Linked DNA regions of Oryctolagus cuniculus: region 1 is linked to region 2. A link is a contact called in public Hi-C data. All regions are on one chromosome and are shown on one strand. Each heading gives the region's core, a stretch centred on a gene start, on an enhancer-like site or on the middle of the called end of the contact. The rest is flanking DNA. Distances are from core to core; before and after follow the strand shown.

Evidence for each region. Hi-C and Micro-C count contacts between places; a contact is called where the count stands out from the background.
Region 1: a contact with region 2 is called in a Hi-C map of embryonic fibroblasts, with 6 times the contacts expected there. The contact joins the enhancer-like site here to the promoter of PPP2R5A in region 2. A contact is called at or near these places in 5 of 6 Hi-C or Micro-C datasets (ear pinna, embryonic fibroblasts, psoas muscle and 2 more).

Annotation. Positions count from the first base shown.
Region 1 is chr13:26,930,869-26,935,854 of mOryCun1.1, forward strand. All of the region lies in intron 3 of PACC1 (proton activated chloride channel 1), which reads right to left. Among named protein-coding and RNA genes, the nearest start is that of NENF, 22 kb to the left of the region's middle. Within about 2 kb of position 2,438, at least 2 of the 8 cell types and tissues checked have an H3K27ac peak or open chromatin away from gene starts, as enhancers often do.
Region 2 is chr13:26,785,985-26,790,889 of mOryCun1.1, forward strand. PPP2R5A (protein phosphatase 2 regulatory subunit B'alpha) reads left to right here and starts at 1,866. Exons shown (of 12, transcript XM_017347800.3): 1 at 1,866-2,782. The coding sequence starts at 2,581.

The DNA.
Region 1 (4,986 bases), core at 1,188-3,687, 150 kb after region 2:
GGTAGGTCTTCCTTCCTCCCATGCGCTTGCCATTCTGTGGTCCCTGAAGAGCCAGGGTTCTCACCCTGGGGCAGGTGGAATGAGGATGCAGCACGTGGGGTGGGGGCAGAGACTGAAATCCTGGCGGAGGAGCCTTGAGGTCTTTAGGAGACTACCTCCTGTCCTTCCTGTTTCTTTCCCCCCTTCCCTTCCCTCCCGCGCTCGTAGTTTAATCCTTCATCAGACGAATACTTACTCTGCTCTGGTCTCCAGAGCATTCTGCTCTGAACACGACGGGCGCTGTCCCCTGAGCGAGACTCATGTGCTGAGGATGTGGGATACAAGCGGACTTCAAAAAGCTCATGGAAAACAGAATTAAAAGATGAGCTTATTTTGAGCATATTTTTTGAAACCCATAGTTTTTAATTACGAATTTTCCATGAACTTTTTGAAGTCCCCTAGTACAGGCTTAGGGTACTGAGCTGCATACATCACCCAGAAGGAGGCAGTGAGACCGAGGCCCTGCCAGGGGGGTCTTGTAGGATGAGAGGGGTGGCTGAAAACCACCCCGGAGACAGGGGGTGACAGTGATGCCCATGGGGAGTCCTGGTGAGCCATGGCTTGGACTCCTTGGGTGCATCTCCCCCATTTTTCTGGTGCTGCCACTCAGGGCCCTGGAGGAGAAGCTTTGACCTCAGCACTGGGGACCCAGTTCCCTAAAATGCACCTCCTGCTTTCCTCCCCAAGCCCTCTCACCTCCTGCCTTTCCCATGTAGCCATGACCCCCCCCCCCCAACTGGACCGTAAACCTCCCATCTCTACCACTCCTTCTAGACTCAAGGAGTTCCCTTCTGTGAAACAGAATTTATGGGAGGCCACTGATTTGGACTGAGTAGATCGATACAAAATACTAAGCTTTCACACCACCCAATCAAACCTTAAGCTATTCACTTTAAGATCTGACCTTCTGAGAAATCAGGAGAGAGATGACAGCCAGATCCCATTATGCCAACCTGATTCCTTTAAGGAAGGTAGCTTTGAAATGACCAGTCGACTTATGTCCTGCCTCTACTTTCACCAGCCTTTTCCTTTCTTTCCTTTCCCTTCCCTTTCCCTTTCCCTTCTTTTCTTTTCTTTTCTCTTTTCTCTCCCCTTCCTCTCTCCTCTCCTCTCCTCTCCTCTCCTCTCCTCTCCTCTCCTCTCCTCTCCTCTCCTCTCCTCTCCTCTCCTCTCCTCTCCTCTCCTCTCCTCTCCTCTTCTCTTCTCTTTTCTCTTCTCCAGGCAGAGTGGATAGTGACAGAGACAGGGAGAAAGGTCTTCCCTTTGCCGTTGGTTCACCCTCCAATGGCCACCATGGCTGGCGTGCTGCGGCCGGCGCACCGCGCTGATCTGAAGGCAGGAGCCAGGTGCCTCTCCTGCTCTCCCATGGGGTGCAGGGCCCAAGCACTTGCGCCATCCTCCACTGCCTTCCCGGGCCACAGCAGAGAGCTGGCCTGGAAGAGGGGCACCCGGGACAGAATCCGGCGCCCCGACCGGGACTAGAACCCGGTGTGCTGGTGCCACTAGGTGGAGGATTAGCCTGTTGAGCCGCGGCACCGGCCAGCTCACCAGCCTTTTCAACCTATGGAGCTCAGTTCCCCACCCAGCTCCTGGGGTTCTTGTCTGGTCACAGGCTGATTTAAGCAGGTGTCATGGCCTTGGGTCCCAGTTCCTCCACTTCCTGCCCAGAGCACCTGCTACTGTGCCTGGGGAGCAGCAAGTGAGGACTCACGTGCTTGGGTTCCTGCCACCCATTTGGGAGACCAGGATGGAGTTCCCGACCTCAGCCTGGTATAACCCGAGCTGTTGAGGGCATTTAGGGAGTGAACCAGCAGATGGAAGATCTCTATCTCTTTGTCTCTTCTTCTCTGTCACTCTTTCAAATAAATAAGTAAATCTTTTTAAAAAATTGCTAATAAAAGCCAGTCAGATCTGTAAAACACAACTTGTTGAATTTTGTTGCCATTTTCCACAACTTATCTGAATTCCACATGTTCATCCATCAACCAACCAGATATGTTTTCATGCTTACTATGTGTCCAGGACAACTGCACAGTTCTGGGGCTGGGAAGGGAGGAAGAAGCAAGAATTCGCCCAGCCCTTAAGGTTCCCCAAGGAGTAGGCAGCATGCAAAGTGGTTCCCCCAGGACAGGAGCTGGGGATCTGCAGGGACCCTCACCACAGGGTCAGAAAGACTTTTCCTGGAAATTTCCAGAGTCCGGTAGGGGTGGCCACCAGCAGCCACCTGCACAGCGCGACACTGCCCCCTGGTGTTCGGCTCCTGGAACTCTCCAGCAGCTGTTCAGTCAAGCCCAGAAGATCAAGTTCCCCTCAAGATCTTCTATTTTTGGTGCCCAGTGTTTCCATAATGAAATGCTAACAGGAGCAGCCAGATGGCTTCCCACAGGACCTTGCAAGCTGCACCGCTGAACTGTGTTCTCCAGCTTGCTGTTCCTCAGGGGCTAGATTTGCTCCTGGCTCCCAGGTGTCCTCCTCCGTTCCATATGGCCCCATGATAGGGTCCCAGGGCAGCGGCCATGTGTTGGCTGAGCTGAGCACCGAGCACGGCCTCACAGGGAAGCCGTGTGCGCATTCAGAGTGACGTGTTGGAAAGAACACTGGATCCAGGGTCAGGCGGCCTGGATACTCTCCCCACGTCAGCCACTAAGAGGGGGTGAGATAATGCTGACAGTAATAGCTGCATTTATTCAGGTTTTGCTCTGAGTCAGACGTAGCGCTGACAGCACGGCAGCCGTCGTCGACTTTGGTCCCCCCAATGAGCCTAAGCAGTGGGTTTCGTTATTATCTCTGTTTTATGGGTGAAGAAGTCAAGGCACAGAGGAGTTAAGAAGCTTCCCCAAGGAGTGGTAGAGCAGGACTTGAGCTTGTGTTCCTAGGAAGCCACTAAGCCACCTTGAACTATGGACTGGAGAGAATCAGAAGCTAGTGGTAGGGTCCAGAAATGCATATTTCTAGACAGTGCCCAGAGGGCTGAGGCGGAGCCACCTTTGGAATCCATGGGGTCCCAGCAGATCTAACGACCAATGAGCCCCGTGCCAGCCGAGCACTGGAGGTGAAGCTGTGGTGAGGGGAGAAGCCTGGGTTAGGGCCCTAATCCTCGTGGGTGTCTGGGCAGGAGTGTTTCGGAGGAGAGAGCAGCCATCTGGCACGCTGCCGCTGCCCCTGCCCCTGCCCCTGGGAGTGGTTTGTAGGCAAGGGGAGCACTTGCCGTCCTGTTTGTTAGGCCACACGCCCAACATAGACAATGTGTGTTATTAAAAATCTACGCATGGATTTCAAAGTCTTTTGTACTAAAATAAACCGATCTTTTAATTCCATGTTCCACAAGCTTTTTGATGTACCCACATACACCCATAAGTTATAGATCTATCATGTCAATCATCTCATCTCCTTTAGAACCATTATATAAATTTAGATGTAGTTAAAAGGTACACATTCATTGGGGGGAGGAGGGGAGTGCTCACAGCACTGGTTCACTCCCCAAATGGCCACAAAGGCCGGGGCTGGGCCTGGTTAAGACAGCAAGCAGAAGACTCAACCCAAGTCTCCCATGAGAGCAACAAGGACCCAGTTACTGTCCCTGTAAGTCATCACTGCTGCCTCCCAGGGTCCACAGTAGCAGGAAGCAGCAGTCAGGTACTGGAGCCAGGTACTGAATGTGTTCTGTGGACATCTCAGTCAACGTCTTAACTGCAAGGCTAAATGCCCACGCTTACATGTATTCTTGGTTCATTTGACAAATACTTGAGATCTGCAAGGTGCCAGGCCTGAGGCTGCTGTGTGGGGGAAGCTGGCAGGACCCCGCCCTTGTGAGCCAGCTCTCTAGGGTAGAAGGCCGGCAATCCATGAGCCACAAACAAGCAAACACACACACAAAACATCACACACCCCTCGACACGACTCTCAAGGAAGTGACAGTGCAGTGCTGAACAGTAGGGTGGCAGAGGGACCTGATCAGACCGAATGGGCTGGCACTAAACGGAGACGAGAGAAGACTTCTAGCTCGTACCCGCCGTGAGTTACTGAGTGCCATCGTGTTTGCTGTGTGCAGCTTCTCCGGAGTCCTCTCCGGGACAGCGGGGTGGCCCTTGTTTCCTGTGTGGATGCCGAGGGGTCCCTGCAGAGCTAAACCCGGAGCTTCCTTTGCACAGAAAGGTCTCAGACCATCATGTCTGGGGATGAAGTAGTGATGCAGGCCAGGGGCTACGGCTCGGAGTCAAGGTGGTCTTACCACAGTCAGGGCCGTGAGGCTTGGCTGGCTTGCCTGGCCTGCTGGGAGGATGCCTGTGGCCCAGGGGTGCATGTGTGCACACGCGTGTGTGACAGCAGTCCCCAGCTCCTCTGTGTGCTAGTCTTTCTTCTGTTCCCCATTGGGGACCCAGCAAACCACGTCTGGCTTTGCCAGCTGCTCCCTGTTGGACTGGGCCAGGGGGAGGTGGAGACTGGAAAGCTGGAGGGGTGTGCTGCCCCCTCCTGGTTCCTCACTTCCCAGTGCGGTGCTTCTTCACCCCACAGCAGCAGCTAAATCCAGTTTACACTTCTCCCAGTGCTTGCAGGACCAACTTCAGGACTCCCCACTTACAGCGAAGAGCTGGAGATGGCGTCTACGAGGTGGGTGGGCCACCAGGCAGGGTCACGGCCACTACTGCCCTCACGTCCACTTCTTTCATCCAGCTCTTCAGGTTCTGTGTGGGGGTGGGGAAGCACTGTTTCTTACTTCCTTTTTAAAACTTCAGGGGGCCTGCGCTGTGGCGCAGTGGGTTAAAGCCCTGGCCTGAAGCGCCGGCATCCCATATGGACACCGGTTCTAGTCCCGGCTGCTCCTCTTCCAATCCAGCTCTCTGCTATGGCCTGGGAAAACAGTAGAAGATGGCCCAAGTCCTTGGGCCCCTGCACCCATGTGGGAGACCGGAAAAAGCTCCTGGCTTCGAATCAGTGCAGCTCTGG
Region 2 (4,905 bases), core at 616-3,115:
GAAATGCTCAGAGGAGAAGGGGCACGCTGCTATCTCCACGTGTGATGACAGGCCCCGTGAATGATGTGGATAATAAGTGCAAGAGGAAACAAAGAAGGGACTCTTCACTTCTGACCAGATTTTATGACCGGCTTCAGAAGTTGAGCTGGGGTTGGGAGAAAAGATTGGTCTCAACAAGATGGAGAGGGGCAGGAATGGACGGATTATTTCAAGCTGTTGGAACAGCAAAGACTAAGCGTCAAGGATGCACAATTATTTTTAGAAGATCACTATGCGCAATGATGTGACTGAAGCGAAGAAAAGAACTATGTAGACACAGAGTGTGGTGTACACCCCGCATAACCACTAGGAGTTTTACCGAATTTTGACTCTGTTCTGCAGGTGGTTGGTTACAAGTAGCTGTTTACGAGACCGATCAGGCAGTGAGCATGGAAGCCCTGAACCATACTTGGCGGTCGCCCGTGCAAATTGTGAGGAGGACCTGGTTTTCAACGTTTGGGAAGGCAGAGTCATCCTGATCCGGAGCCTGACTGGATGAGGGAGGTGTCAGGGACGCTGCTGAGGTGTGAATCTCCTTGGTGGGGGGTGGGGCGCTCATCGCAGGTCCGCCACCCAGCCAATCTGAAGGGTGAGCTGTTTGAGGACAGTATGTTTGGTCCTAGGTCTGGAGTTCACCTTCCTGCCACAAAGTTGGGGTCTTCCGGGCATGCACATCAGGTAGCTTTGCAGAACTCCATGGCCGCTATTTCCATTTCGTCAAAGGAAGAGCCGATGCTGGCGGGAGAGGATTGCAGGCGCGGGTAGGACGACGCAAAGGGAGACAGACGGCTCAGCTCACGTACGCTTTATTATGCATCATTATGTACAAAACACTGCCCAGGAAACTAAGAAATTTAAAACCTAGCATTTTCAAGGAAGGGATCTTAGTGGCAAGCCGCCAAGCCACAAACCACCGATCAGCGAACTCACGCTCGGCGCGCTGGACTAGCTGAAGGCCTCGCCTGAGGGGGTAAACAGTCGCGGGACACTAAGCTAGGAATGCGACACCTCTTGGCGGGTGGGGTGGGGGGGCGCTGACGTGCAGAGAACTCTGTCCAAACCAAGCAAACGGTGCCTGAAACACCCGAGCTACAAACTCACTCCCCAACTACCAAGTACGCGGTTTAGGGTCAGAGTGGCTCCAAGGCCCGCCCAAAGACTCCAGGACCTCACGCTGATTGGCCGAGTTCACGACCTCGCCTTCCCCGGGGATCTTCACCAGCCTATCACACCGTCCCACCGCCCACCCTGGTTTTTGCCCCGCCCCTTCGCAGTGACGCAACACCTGGCGCTCTTCCGGGCCCCCTAACTCCCTACCCGTCGCTTCAGCGCCTTATTGGCCAGCAGAGAGGCGAGGGGAGGGGAGGGAACTCTGTGTGCTCTCTGAACTGCCCCTCTAGTTTTCTGGTCTTCTCATAGGTTGTCAGGAGGCAATTATAGCCCGGGCCGTCGCGCAGGCGTGCGAAAGTACCCGCGGTGGAGGGGCACTTCCCCTCCCAAAAGAATTAGTTACGCGGCTGTGACGCAGACGGCACCCCGCTACCCACTCTCACTTCTGATTGGCCGCGACTGAAGCTCGTCACACGGCCACGCCCTACATCCCTGCCTCACCTCACCGCCTTCGGACACTTGATAGACCGCCCGGGAGGCCACGCCTCACAGGGTTCCTGCCGCTTAGCGCTCCGATTGGCTGAGGAGACTGGCATGCTTTCCCGCCCCCTGTCCTCTCCGGAGCATCCCGAGGCTGGCGGGGTCCCGCGGAAGTTGTCAGTCAAACCCCTCCCTCCCCGCCCTCCGCGAGGCCCCTCCCCGGGCCGCGCGCCCTCGTGCGCGCGCGCACACGCACACACTCCCGCCCTCTGCTTGTACCAACCACCTTCTCAAGTTGTAGCGGTCGCTCGCCGGGGGTTCTCCGTGGGCGGCCGACGGGCGCGTGGGGGAGGGGGCTCGGACTGCTGGGCGCAGCCGGCGGCGCGTGCGAGCCGAGGGCCCGGGCAGCGGGTCACCGCCCCGGGCGATGAGGGGCTGGCGCTGACAGGGGAGAGCGGGCACGGCGGCGGCGGTTCCGAGGGGACCCGCGACGGCAGCGCCCCGGAGGAGGCTCCCGGCGGGGAGGGCTGCGCTGGCAGCGGCCGCTGAGGTGCTAGCCGGCCGGCCGGCTGGTCAGCAGGACTGAGGGGACGAGGAGCGCGCCCGGCGTCCGCACCTCTGTGCCCTCGCCTCAGTTGTCCAAACTTCAGGCTGCTCCCCCTTCCACCCGCCCTCTGCGCCCGGAGTCAACAACTTCTTCAGCCCCGGAGCTCGCCGCGCGGCGGGGACCAGGAGCCTCCGGCGCTGAGATGTGGCCGTGAGGCGTTGGCGGGCGGCGAGGAGCAGCTCGGCGGCGCCCGGGAGCCGGACGGCGGTTTGGCCGGGGGTCCGGGGCGCAGGGCCGCGAGCTCTCCGCGCCTCTCCCCCGCCTCCTCCTCCTCGTGCCGTCGCCGCCGCGGCCCCGCGCGGTGCAAGCAGTAGCCGGAGCTGCCAGGCGCCAGGGCCGCGGAGATGTCGTCGTCGTCGTCGTCGCCTCCGCCGCCGCCGCCGCCGGCGGGGGCTGCCAGCGCCGCCATCTCGGCCTCGGAGAAAGTGGACGGCTTCACCCGGAAATCGGTGCGCAAGGCACAGAAGCAGAAGCGCTCCCAGGGCTCGTCGCAGTTCCGCAGCCAGGGCAGCCAGGCGGAGCTCTCCCCCTTGCCCCAGCTCAAAGGTAAGCTCCGAGGGCGCAGCCCCGGCCGGCGAGCGCTGGCGGCCGCAGAGCCATTTCCTCCCCCGGGGCTCGCGGAGTGCGCGCCGCGACCCCCGCCCGCCTGTAGTGCAAACGTGTAGGCTGCGGAGTGGTGCTTCTCGCGGCTCCCGGATTCACCCTAACTTCCCACCGGGGCGAGGCCAGCACCCTGCCCACCTGCGCGCTGGCTTAACCTGCGCTTCCGATTGGGGACTGCGTCCCGCGAGGTAGAATTCTTTCCTCTCCCTCACTCCTCTTTCTGTACCCATCTTGCCTCCGCGACCTGCCTTGCCTTCCTCCGGTTTCCAAGTCTCAGCCCCTGTCTGCGGCCCTCTTCCTCCACCTTTACTTTGGCTGTTACCGTCGGCGCCCACGCCGGTCTCCACTCCCCGCCCCATGGATTGTATTTGAGTCATCGGACCTGGAATCCAAATGCAAACAGCGGTTGAGAGTTCAGCTGGCCCTCACGTGCACGAGTTTGTTTGTTTGTTTGTTTGTTTTTAATAAGGAAAAAGCCTAAAAGTCGGACCGGTGTAGGATCTTATTTGTTGAATCGTTAGCTGAAAATACCCGATTGTTTGAGACGGTACAGAGGATCGATGTGAGGACGTGTAAGGGAGTCTGGTGTTGCTTTGCGGTGGAACGGGAACTTGGTTCCCGGGCAGTAATTCAGACTTTGTAGGTTTGTACAGTGATTCAAATTGGTATCCGTGCCTAATGCCTTGCAGAAGTGCTTGGCACTCTTTTTGGCTCACTTACTTTTCCCACTAGATTCAGAGGTTTTTCAGTAAGTTTTTTCTTTTTCTTTCTTTCTTTTTTTTTTTTTTTTTTGGTGTTCTAGTTTATTCATTGTGAATTACTAACTTTTAATTTTACAATTTCAATATCTGCGTTGTATGAGACAGAAGTCGTTATGGAGTCAGATGACAGTGCTCATAGACATCCAACAAAATTCTGCAACAAGAGAAACTTAATGGAAACCTGAATCATATGTTTTGTAAGGCTGGGAAATTAAAGAGATAAATGTTCAGATTTCTCAAACCATTTGAAAAAAGCTCCACAATCCCCTCAAGGCCAGTCTGGTTTCAATTTGTCTTTGGGCCTGTGAATCCAGCCTTAGCTTGGCAAGGAGTCTAAAGAAAACCCCAGATCAAATCACAGTTGACCTGCAGTAGTTCTGGAACCCCATTCAAACCCTACACTGCCCTGCCTTTTCGGGTGTTTCTAAATCAAGGACATCCCCCAGCCCAAATCAAACAGGCTTTTGAAAAGAGATTTTAAGACGCATTTAATCTGTGCATGTTACTTGATTGCTGTTTAGCATACAAAAATTGTTAAAATTTGCATAGGGTAGTCAGTGGTAGACCACAGTGGTAGGCATTGCCAAGACTTTAAAACTCTTGAGCCATGTCACAGTTATAAAAGAATATCATCTTTCCAACCAGGACATTGAATTGCTATTCATAGATTTTATATCTTACACTTAATTAAAACATCATGGTTACTTTTATACTGATTTTTTTTTCCATTAAATTATCAAATTATTTTTGCATTTCCAAGATTTGGTGCTAGCATTTTTTTCATGTTTATTTAGCTTGTTATTATAAATTATTTTGGTTCCTTTAGTATTGTACTCATTGATATATTCACTTTTTAATAGAAATAATTTAATACTAAACATATGGCTAGTTTTAACCAGGAGATGTAGCTTTGTATGTTTTGCTTGTAAAAGCCTGGGAAATATATGCATAGAGTCAGTCATCATCTAAGATATGTGGTATTTGGTTCAACAAGTTGAAGGTGCAGTATTTTATTTATAGTGTTTGGTTAGTAGTAGGAAAAAAATAAAATTGGAAATCTAGATTAATTTTAGATATTTGCATTAAAAAGCTATCATAAGGAAAGTTATGCTTGCAAGATAAACTTTTATTGAATAAAACAAGACCCTTTCTTGGGTTACTGGCTAAAAGGAAAAACTACTTTTACTTCAAATGCCAATATACTTGAAAAGTTATTTTCCTAAAAAAATCAGTTGCTTTGCTTGGTACTTTAGCAGTGTAGTTGCTATCACAGTGTTGTGTTTTTTCTGTCACTAGTAGTTTTTT